Linked DNA regions of Mus musculus: region 2 is linked to region 1. A link is a contact called in public Micro-C data. All regions are on one chromosome and are shown on one strand. The core of a region is the stretch at or near the end of the contact, and the rest is flanking DNA. Distances in the headings are between cores, read along the strand shown.

Evidence for each region. Hi-C and Micro-C count contacts between places; a contact is called where the count stands out from the background.
Region 2: a Micro-C map of embryonic stem cells shows a contact between it and region 1, with 7 times the contacts expected there. The contact joins the promoter of Sox6os here to the promoter of Spon1 in region 1. A contact is called at or near these places in 1 of 39 promoter capture datasets (liver) and 2 of 484 Hi-C or Micro-C datasets (both in embryonic stem cells).

What each region holds. Positions count from the first base shown.
Region 1 is chr7:113,764,097-113,769,738 of GRCm38.p6, reverse strand. Spon1 (spondin 1, (f-spondin) extracellular matrix protein) reads right to left here and starts at 3,741. Exons shown (of 16, transcript NM_145584.2): 1 at 3,173-3,741. The coding sequence starts at 3,410.
Region 2 is chr7:116,029,730-116,035,371 of GRCm38.p6, reverse strand. Sox6os (SRY (sex determining region Y)-box 6, opposite strand) reads right to left here and starts at 3,393. Exons shown (of 2, transcript NR_152104.1): 1 at 3,205-3,393; 2 at 2,822-3,052. The region is part of intron 1 of Sox6 (SRY (sex determining region Y)-box 6); the gene reads left to right.

The sequences.
Region 1 (5,642 bases), core at 2,492-4,991:
TCAGACAAAAGAGCCTCCTTGATTTTCAATCAATTCGTGAACATTTCAGCTGATTTCCTGCTATTTGGCTTGAAATTGTGATCTGGGAAAGGCTGGCTCTGTAAACTGTCGCCCTAGAAGAGAAGCCCCTGGAGTATCCTCAACTTGTTATTTTTAATCACTGTAATCGCCTTTCAAAGGAGGCTCTGGTCAGAAACAGAGCGGGCCTTTCAGAGCTTTCTAAAGCACAATTATAGCACTGGGGTGGGGGGCAGCTAGAGGAAGAGGGAGGGAGGGTAGGGAGCAGGGGTGGGAGAGAAAAGGAAGTCAGACCCGCACTAGCTAGTTGGAGAAGGCTGAATGACCGCCCCAAACTCACCCAGGCTGTGGGGAAGAAGCGCCATGATTCAATTTGTTAAAATAGGGACCTTTTTATTCAAGTCTAGAATAGCCAAAGGCAATGGGGTGGGGGGCAATGGGGCACAGATGCTATTGGATGACAGACTGAAATAAAGGGCACAGATAGGAGGGAGGAGAAGGAGTCATTGATTCCAAGGACAGTGATGGGTGATGGATGCTGAAATGGGGGGAGGGGATTAAAAAGCAAGAGGAACACCAGGGGATGTTAATGTCTAAAACCTGAGTCAAGGCACTTAGGAGAAGACACTAAATTTACTTTAATGTGATATTGTAAGGAACTATAATCTAATGGGAAATGTCACAAACTAAGCTAGTGCCTTTTCTTTATAACTCTGAAACTGCTGTGTTAATTACAGAACACCTACCCAGAAGATTTTAGCATGCCTCTCCCTAGGTCTTTATTTCAAGATATCCTGGCCATTGGAGGGAGTAAAGACGTTATCCCCACCTACAGCCTGAGCAGGTATCACCATATTTCAAAACTCAAGGGTATAGTCCAGGGCCCCGGTCTGGTCTCAGGTCATCTCTGCTAGGCCTTGGCTTTACCTAAAACTTCTGGAACTTCTCTGGACATGTGATTGTGGAATGTGCCTCCCTCCCAGCGCTGAAGTGTGTGCTCAGCCAAACAGGACTGGTATGAGAGGGGATTCCAGGATGTTCCTGCTTAGCCAAAATCAACACACACACACACACACACACACACAGAGAGAGAGAGAGAGAGAGAGAGAGAGAGAGAGAGAGAGAGAGAGAGAGAGAGAGAGAGAGCGCCCTCTTCTTGGGTTTAAATTAAGAATAGTCATAGACAAGTATGAAGAAATCACCATTCACTCATTCATTAAATAAATTCATGAGGAGCCAGAAAAGGGCAACCATTTGTTCTCTGGTAGTTGGACTGGAGGAATGTTGACAAACTTTTCAACCAGAAGAGAGCACACACTGAATGCAATGAGCGGAGACAAAAAACCCCCATTTTTAAGTCAATAAAGAAAAGTCACTCTACCTAAACTAATGAATATTTGGGAACCTGCTGTCTCTTTGACACACTCACCTTTGTATGAGAACACAGCTTTTTTTTTCCAGGCTAGGAAACAGGCTCAGGCAAATCAAATGGCTTGCACGAAGTCACACAGCTGCTAAACCCAGGCCCTCTCATTCCCAGTCATCCCTTTCCCTCTGCTTTCCCAGTTAACTCAGGACTGTGTGCAGGGGGCCCTGAGGCGTTCTTGCCTTTTGGTCTGACCTGCCCCAGGTTAGGCGAGTATCAGTTTGTCCTGCACTGCCAGGTCTGAGACTCCTTTCACCAAGCTGTGTGCTTCCTCCCTGGCTGGGAGCTTTTTTTTTTTTTTTAATCCAACATCTTTCTTCGGAAAGAAGGATCTTGTGGACTCCTTAAGGAACAAAGCCGATCCTGGTCAAGGGCTGAGGGGCTGAGGGAGTCGGTGCCTGGAGCCTGAGTGCATAGTTTGGAGTGGAGAATTACAACTCCACCAACCCGACCAGGAAAACAGAAGCCACTTTCTGGGAAGTGCAGTCGCTGGGTCTGGTACTGCCCCAAACTTTCTCCCAGTGCTCCCAACCATTTCCTCTCGCAACTCTCTGGGGGAACCAGGAAGGCAGCAGCTGGAAGCCCAGTTCTTCCGCCAAGTTCTCCAGTGATCTGCTCTTCCCCATCAGGCACCAAGCAGACTTAGGGCTCTGGAGGAGACCCTAGGTAAAATATAGTAATTTTCCCCAGGGTCCTGCCTGGGGACAGCCAGCTAATGCTTGTTTAAAAAAAAAAAAAAAAAAAGAAAGAAAGAAAGAAAGAAAGAAAAAGGAAAAGATATCTGGGGAGCCTATAGACCTACTAAGCAGGGAGTGTGAGGATGGAGGAGGAGGTGACTGGAGTCTTCAGGTGGGTGTGGGCCTAGCTGTTGGTCATGCCAGAAATCGCCCACCTGCTTGTACTGCCTTTCCCTGTGCTCTGAGCCCTACTCTCTACTGAGCTGCGTAAAGCTGGGCATCCCCAGGGCGCACAGCGTCTAGGCCGCCAGAATCAGAATCGCGTTCTGGGAATCCTGGGTCTGTTTTCTATCGTCACATTCCACCTTCCATTGAGAGACTACCCGTGTTGGGTTGTTTGTTTGTTTGTTTGTTTGTTTGTTTTTGAGGACCCTATTGCCATTGAAACCTGTCCTGGAAATCCAAGGGTCTCTGTCTTCTCCTGGGACATAAGAGAGTAATTCGGGGATCTTTCTGTGGACCCTTCAGGTTCCTCCTTCCCCTAACCTGAGACTGGTTAGGGACCCATCCAGGAAGTGAGAGTCCTGCTTGATCTAGAAGCTGGTATCTCTCCTTCGAGGATGAAAACCATGGGAAGAGATGCCCTACCTGGGACCCACCTGAGAGTACCCTCTTCCCCAGAGAGCGATAAGGAGAAATGTGTGTGTGTACTTCACTCTCGCCAACAGCTGGAGCGAAGTCGGGCTCCCTCCCAGCCAGGCTGGTGTGATGTGTGGCTCGGCTGTATTCCCCGGCTCGGGAACCCTGCGTTGGAGACCGGGGCTGTCTCTCCTGCCTGTAGCCTCCCCGACGGCCCCCTCCTCCCCCGACACTGTCTTGTTGGGTATAGTATAGAGCTGGCAGCTAAGGGGCTCAGGGCAGCCAGGTCACGGCCCCGGGCTGGGATGCGCAGACGTGGTACACTCGGGGACTGCGCTCCCGGCTCCAGCCTTGCTCGGGTCAGTGCCCTAGGGGTTCCTAGATCTCCGGTCCCCAACGCCATTCCACTCACCTCGGTAGCTGCTTCCTGGCTTATAGAAGTCAGGGTCGCCTTCCACGCGGAGGCTGAACTCCGTGTATCCCTCACGCCGTGTGCCCTGGGCGCGCAAGATGCGGCTGCAGTAGCCCTCCGACTTGGTCACTTTGTCCAGGGTCTCATCTGAGAAAGCTAGCGCTGCGGCCAGGGGCAGCGCGAGGGCCAGCAGCGCCGGACCCCGGCTAAGCCTCAGGGACACGGGAGACAGCCTCATCCTCGAGGGCCCCCCAACTTTATGCGGATGTTGCAGACCCTGTCAGGACACTCCTGCTCCAAGTGACGGGAGCTGCAGAGGCGAAACCTGGAGGAGCCCGGGTGGCGCTGGCGGTGGGGAGACCGTGCCCGCCTCGCTTTGGCGGCTGCGGAGCTGCGCTGCTCTGAGCGGAGCCGAGCAGCGGAGCTGAGGGGCGGGCGGTGGCGAAGGAGCGCGAAGAGGGAGGGCTGATTTGCGCCCGGATCCCCCAGCGCAGTGCTGTTTTGTTTCTGAGCTGGCGATTAGCGGGCGCTCTGGTGTTTGTTTTGTGAAGCTGGATTCCCAGGGTCTGGTGGGAGAGAGCCGGGATACGCAGACACGTGCTGGCTCAATCTACCCTGCCACCAACGAGGCTGCTTCCTCGGTATCCAGTTCCAGCTTGGGTCCTGTGGACCACAGTGCTCTGAGGAGGGAAAGCCTGCCAACTTAACTTTTGTTGCAAACCTACTCAGTGCCAGGCTGCGCTGCTGCAAGGTTTCCCCGCGGCGGCATCAGTCTACCACGTGCACTAGCGCCACACACCGTAATCATTTATTTATAGACAAGCAGATCCCCGCAGGCCACCTTTGCTGTGCTGGCCCGCTGCCTCTTACCAGGCCACCATATAACATATCACGCTAGAGGACCAGCAAGGAGCCCGAGACTTAGGCCCTGAGAGCAGCTGGCACAATGCCTTGGCCATAATTTTGAAGATTTTTTAAAATGTTTTTCTTTTAAAACAAGAGGAAAAGTTACTATTGAAGAAAATATTTTTTGCTACATATTAGTTTATTCAGCAGTGTATCTAAGCAATCATAAACTGTGAGGTTTTAAGAAGGAGGGGGCTTACAAAAATAAGTGTCTATTGCTTAGGAGCCTGGCCATTTTGAAATGTTCAAAGAAGGGCCTGTGTTTTCTTGGCTTAGATATTTAGTTCAGGCTCTTAGCCTCCAGGGACAGGTTTTTGGGAGAGGCCATAAGCCGGAATCTCTCTCAATGTCTCTCTGCCTCAGCCTTGTCATTTATCCATTGTGAGGTTAGGTCAGACATCCTTTCCAAGCGTGTTCCCTGCCCAGGAAGCATGGGGCAGGAGCGGGCGGCAGCTATTGAACCAGAGCTGTGTATGCCGAAATTTGGCAAAATCTCTCATGTGGAATACTTTGCCTCAGGAGACACCCTACTTGAAGATACCTGAATGCCATTGCTGCACACAAGCCTCCCCTGCCCCCAATGCCCTGAAAGGCTGCATTATTCTCCTTTATTCTTCCCAGGGCCTTGAATACTTCTCAAGTGCCTGCATCTAACAAGCAGTTTCGTCCACTTTCCAGACTCGCCTTTCCTCTTCCTCTTAGATTACAAACAGCCCAATAGAGCCATCAATACTGGAAATTCCATTCCTCACCCCATCCACTAACCACTGATCCCTCAGTCCTATGGTGTGACTTGTACTACCACCGTCAACTGGATGCTATCTTTCAGAAGTCACTGAGGAATAAGCCTTGTGGAAGGCCTTGTGTACTTCTCAGCCTTAGGAGAAAGCATGAGAACTGGACCTCAGCCTCTGATCCAACAGACCAGCTCTCTCCTATGTGCATCTTCAGATCTGGACTGTAGAGTGAGCCAGCTGACTCAGGGTTCTAGACTGACTCCATGTTTGGGTTCCCATTCCCCCCAGCAAGCTTTGTTGCATGTACCTGAATCTAGGCTCTATGCCTAGCACTAGAAGACAGGAAAAAAATTCATCCATCCATTCAACAATCCACCCATCCATCATTCATTGAATGCATCCATCTATCCAACCACCATGTCTTTCTTTCCAAATACCTTGGGTAGAGATTTGCTCCTCCACATACACCCATTCATCCATCATCCATCAACCAACCAACCATCCATCCATCCATCATCCATTCATCCATCTATCATCTATCCATCCATCATCCATCCATTCATCATCTATCCATCATCCATCCATCCATCCATCCATCATCAATCTAACCATCTATCCATCCATCCATCATCCATCCATCCAATCATCTATCCATTTATCATCAATCTAACCATCTATCCATCCATCCATCCATCCATCCAATCATCTATCCATCCATCATCAATCTAACCATCTATCCATCCATCCATCATCCATTCATCCATCCATCCATCATCAATCTAACCATCTATCCATCCATCCATCATCCATCCATCCAATCATCTATC
Region 2 (5,642 bases), core at 2,144-4,643, 2.3 Mb before region 1:
GGACAAGGCTACCCACAAAGTTAGGGATTTGTTATGCCAATTTCTTTTTCTTTCAGTTTCTCCTATATTGTTTCAGTTTTTCTTCCCCATTCCCTGAGGTTCTGCACATTGATGGTTTTATGATCGGTTTCCTGCATCCTTTTTTCTCTACTCTGTTGACTACTCTTTCTCATCTGCACTACTAGCCCCCAAAGCCACTTTTCTCCTACCTGGTCCACATCCTTCTCCTTCAGGTGTTTCCCTCACTCACTAGTATGACCTTCTAGTTCAGTATCCATATTTTTTAACCTTCAGACTGTGCCACCTCCAGTCGCTTAACTTTTCGGAAGCTCAAAGGGCCATCCCTACTTTCCTCCCAATTGACGTCCTCATCCTTCGCCTTTGCTCCTCTTTTCCTCAGAGCTTCCTACCTCTCTCCCGCTTCACTTTACCTTTTTCTTGGTTCCTTCTCCAGCAATCCCAGTCCCTAGCAATGCTCCCTCGGTCCTTTCTTTTCAGCCTGCTTCTCCCTCACCTAGTTCTTGTTCCTTGGCCCCTCTTGCCCGGAATCGCCCTCCTCTTCATGCCCCTGTAGCCGTTGCTTCACTCTCTGCGTCCCGGGCGCGTTCTCTAATTCCAGTCTCTGCTCTAGCCGATCTCTCTGCCCTCCTCTCTCAGAGGCTTGCTCTTGCCTCTGCCTCCTGCTCTCCCCTCCCTTCTTCCCCGGCCCTTCCCCCTCCCTCCCAGCCGCCCCGCCTGGCTTGCTGCCTCCTTCGCCTCTTGTCTCATCTTGCCTGTGTTGTCTGGGAGGGGAGCCCTGCCTCCTCTCCCTCGCTCAGATCAATGCCCTGGCCACTCACTTTCTGATGTTGCACGACGGGAAATGCTTTGAATACTTACGACATGGCCGCTCACACTGATTGCCAAGATTGACAGCACTAACCATCGCCTTCACTTGTTTCAAGGGGGAAAGCCCCCTGTCACCCGGCTCCGCGTGCACCTCCTGGCACCCCGGCAGCAAACTTGTGCGCTCAGCGCTCCCCCCAGGGCCCGGGACAGGACACCCCCGCAGACTTGAGTTAACGGGCGGCGGGCCGGGGCCGCAGCGCTGGGGACCTGCTCCCTTGCTCCCCAGGCTCAGCTAATTGACTTAGCACCGACTCCCCTTTCTTTAATTTTTAAAATTTGTATCTTTCCCTTTTTCTTTAATGTCTTTTACTCCCGCGGCGCAGCGCACAAGGAACCCTCCCGAGAGGTACCATCCTGGAGCCCGCCCAGGTAACCGGGACGGAGCGAGCGAATTAAGAGAGCGAGGGAGGCTGAGTGAGAGAGCAGCAGTCATAGCTACCTGTTGGGGCGCCGTAGGGGGCAGGGGACAGGAGCCCCGCGTTAGGCTGGGCACTGGCCTCAGCGCCTCCCACTCCTGCCCTTCCCGGCACCTCTGGGGTTAGTTTCTCTGTACGGGGACGGCGGCTGGGGTGGGACAGCGGAGGGACGCGAGGCAGTCGAGCGCAGCCTTTGGCAGAGCCGCGGCTGGCCGGGAGGGGACTGGGAGGAGGGTGCTCGCCGGCGGGCAGGCAAGCGGGCGAGTCGAGGTAGAGAAAGGGGCCCGGCGCCGCTCCCTTGCTGTGGACACCCTGTTCCTCAGGATGCCTGCCTCTCTCGGAGAGTTGTGCCTTACTCCGGAGGCGGTGACAGATCTGCGTGGCGGGTTTCTGGTTTTCTTGCCCCCACCCCTTCCCCAAATCACTCCGAGAAAACACATGTTGTAGCCGCAGATAACTGTGCGTAGGACACCGAGGCAAAAGGGCAGGGAGAGACAGCCAAAGCCACCTTTGACAGCAGAAGTGTTATCGCCATCGCAAGTATTCGTCCGGAAATCTGTCTGCCCTCTTGGCCCACCTAATTCCTCCACCTTCGCCTCCCCAAGTAGATAATCTATAGAAGTGGGAATGAGATGAAAAAGAAGTCAGGTGGCTTAGAGAGTGAATTGTTAAGTCTCCGTAAAGTTCGAGGTAGGTATTTCATGGAAGTTCGCACAAGTGTGGGATGGAAGAAGTTGGTGTGCCTACTGTGTTGTGTTAGTGTTTCTCTCTCTCTCTCTCTCTCTCTCTCTCTCTCTCTCTCTCTCTCTCTCTCTCTCTCTCTCTCTCTCTCTCTCCTTCTCCCTCCCCCTCCCCTCTCTCTCCTCTTCCTCCCCTCTCTCCCTTTCCCTCGCTCTTTCTATTCTCCAGCTTAGGGTTCAGATGGGGCTCTTGGATGGCAATGCCCTTTGTACCCACAAGAGGGCAACATCTTGAGGGCTTTGTGAACACTGGATCTTTCATCGCGGCATGCTTGCTTGGGTTTTGAGAAAGTTTTAGCGAAACTTTCAAAGTGATATTTTATGTTATTCATAATATCAAAAAGTAAAGTCATAAAAAAGAAGAAACAAGAGAAAGGTGGAGGAGGAAAGGATGGGGAGAGGGAGAGAGGGGAGAGAGGGGAGAGGGGGAAGAGGGGAGAGGGGAGAGGGGGGAGAGGGGGGAGAGGGAGAGAGAGAGAGAGAGAGAGAGAGAGAGAGAGAGAACAGTTTAGATTGCCAGGGGAGTCTGAGCCACAGAAGGTGGGGGAGGGCTGTTGTAATTGTGGGTTTGGCCGACTGACGACTGGAGTGCCCTCTTCGGCAATCTTAGTTGTAGCCGGAGGTCATGTAAATCGACCTTAAAAGAATGCATAAGCCATAAATTAAACCCTCACCCAACGGCTGATCCATAAGTAGACAAAATCTAACCTGGACAAAACGGGCTTCCTTTAGGGCCGAGTTAACCCCTCTCCCCCAATAGAAACTCAATGCGAAGTTAGTTTTGTTAGAGAATGAATATTTTGTTTTCTTGAAAAGTGTCGATTTGCCGTGTGACTGCGCCGCCGCAGTTCTAAGAGGCGTCAGTGTTAGCCAGGCTGTGGCTCAGGGGCCGGGAGGACCCGCAGGGCTTCTGAACCTCCCCCATTTCGGACTGGGATCGTTGGCTAGTTGTGGGGTTGACGCTGGCCTAGGGCGGGCGGGACTCCAGGATCTTCGTAGCTCTCCGCGCTAGGGGTGAAATTTACCCGGAGGATTAAAGAAAACCCGGGTGGCTAGAAGCCGCGCGCTCCCTCCTCGCCCTCCACCACCGGGGCTTCCCACGACTTTCCCGGGACGCTCGAGTTCCAGTTCCCCTTGCTCCCTCCACTATTGCACTTTACTTTTAATGGTCCTCTCAGCAGTACACAAACCGAACTCCAAGGCAGTTTGCAACCCAACGGTGGTCCTTTTTGCTCAGCACGCTTGCTGCGCAGGCTGGCCCGCTGACGGCGTGGGCGAGGGACAGCCCCGTAAGGCTCGCGCGGGTTCGGCTTCCAGGTCCTCTGCGCTTCAGCCGGCACCCTCGGCTCAGAGCCTGACCCGCAACCTTCGTCCCTCTAGGCTCTCTGCCCGGCCCGCTACTGGCTGCCCGCTGCGGGCCGATGTTCGGAGCACCGGCTGGGCCCTGGGCGGGAGGCGGTGTTGGCGAGGCTCGCCTGCCCCGGGGGAGCTGCTTTCGGCTTTCTCCCTTAAAGGGCAGTACGAAGAAGGACCCGGGTTTGTGCAAAGGCTGCTGGGGCTGAACTGCTGCAAATGCAAAGGAACGGCCGGGCTCTGCGGAGGACAGACTGGCTCCGGGTCCGCGCAGCTTTAAGATAAAAAGAATTGGTGTGTTCGGATAGATAAAAGGTGGTCGTTTCCGGCGTATTATGAGTTTTATTTAAGCTTGTCTGACTCTGACCAAGTTTGAAAATGTTTGTTTGTGTGAATGACCAGTTATCGGCAGCGACTCCAGTTTGTGGTCTAAAATAAGTCATTTACTGGGCTGGCAGGGCTGCTAGTTAGCAAGATGGGCTGTTCTAGGCTGCTTCTGCGAGTTGCCTCCTGTAAGGGCCGCACTTGAAGTTTCAGTCTCAAGATAGTCCGAAACTGTCCCAGCGGCACAATAGATTGGGCTCCGGACCTCCAGTTTCAATGTCTGAGAGGGAGTTCTGGTGACTTCTCGGTCCTGGACGCTGGGCTCCAGGGTGAACTCCAGTGGCTTGGCTTTTGGCCCTCACGGAACCGCCCAGCCAGCAACCCAGTGGAGAGAATGCCCCTTCCCCCCGCCCACCAGGGTCTCCTCTCTTCTGTCCTTTGTAGTCACATGTCCGGGTTTTCCCCCTGGTCCGAGAACAGACACAGCCCCGCCCAGTCTATTTCTAGAAGGTGGGTTCGGTGAATAAAAAGGTCAAGTGGTTACGTTCCCGAGCTGGTCCACAGTGAGGGGGGACAGGACAGACACCTGGCAAGGCCCGCCCCGCCTGTCCCCCCAACCCTGGCGGGCCTGCCTGCCTGCGACTGGCCTCCCTAGGCCACATTCTTGTGTTAGGTTGGAGAGGCGAGAGGCGGTAGGAGAGGGAACCCTGAACCGGCCCAGAGCAGGCGAAGCTGATCCCGAGATGGCATTTTGTTTTGAACAGTTGGTGGGGAGGACGCTTCCTCATAAGGTAAGGTGTCAACTGGACAGTTGGCTGCCCAAATGCCACATGTATAATTAGCCTGCGTACTCAGCACCTCATCCCCAAGGCCCATAGGCACGGGCTTGGCTGACTTGAGTAGCTCAGTTCAGCTCTGGATTACAGGATTCCCAAGGGAAGCCTAACCGGCCAGGAGAGCCTGGAGAGGCCCTGGCTAGGAAGACTGACCATGAAATCTCGCTTTTGATTTTTGCCTTTTCTCCTTCTCCAGTTTTTCGTAGTTTTCAGCTAAGGGGCAAGTGCTGGTTAGGAGAAGGTACCCAACATCAGCGGCAGGTTGCAGACTGGATGGGGAAAGGGGAAACAGAACAAACCTGGCCACATCCTACCCACATGCTGCCCTGGAGAATCTGCTCAAACACTCTGTGTGCACTCATCTATTGGGATCAGCCAGTCTTGGCACTGTGTGACTTGGCTTGGGAAGAGACTTCAGATCTGCTCACTTGTCTCCCTGCTTCCCCCACTCTCAGAGGTCTATCACAATAATTTAGTGTCAGTGCCTGATTGTAGTTTCTGCTCCCGCTTCAGGCCTAGTTGCTTGGGGCTGCTAGTGGACCTGGGAGCTGGGCAGATCTGTTGTTTCCCTTCTCATTCCTGTTCAGCTTGGGGTTCTTAGAGCAGAGCTTTGTCTCCCTGTCTGCTCAGATGGATGCTAGTTTCCTGTTGAGCTTCCCGGGACATCCTAGCCTGAGGCCAGCTTTAAGGCTTGTGGCCCTGTGCAGACCAGACTTGTGCAGCTTCAAACATGACCTTTCCTCTGTCATCCCTCTGCCACCCTGGGCACTCGCTGTGGAATTCAGCACTCAGAATTAGGCACTGACATCAATTTGCCTTCTTCCCTTGCTTCTAGGTCTCTCAGATATAGTACTGGAAAGATTCTCTGTAATTTCAAAACAAATGAGCAAACACTTCCCCGAAACCTTGCACAGGTCTAGTGGGACAGTTAGCTTTCTCAGCAGCAGGGGTTCTGTGATGAGAAGCTGGGGCTTACTAAGTTTCTCTTGCTTCGATGGAAGCCAGTACAGTCTTTTCTTATAGCATGACCAAGGTTAGAGCTGAAGTTTCTGTTCTCTCAGCCTGGGAATTTTTATTGATGCATT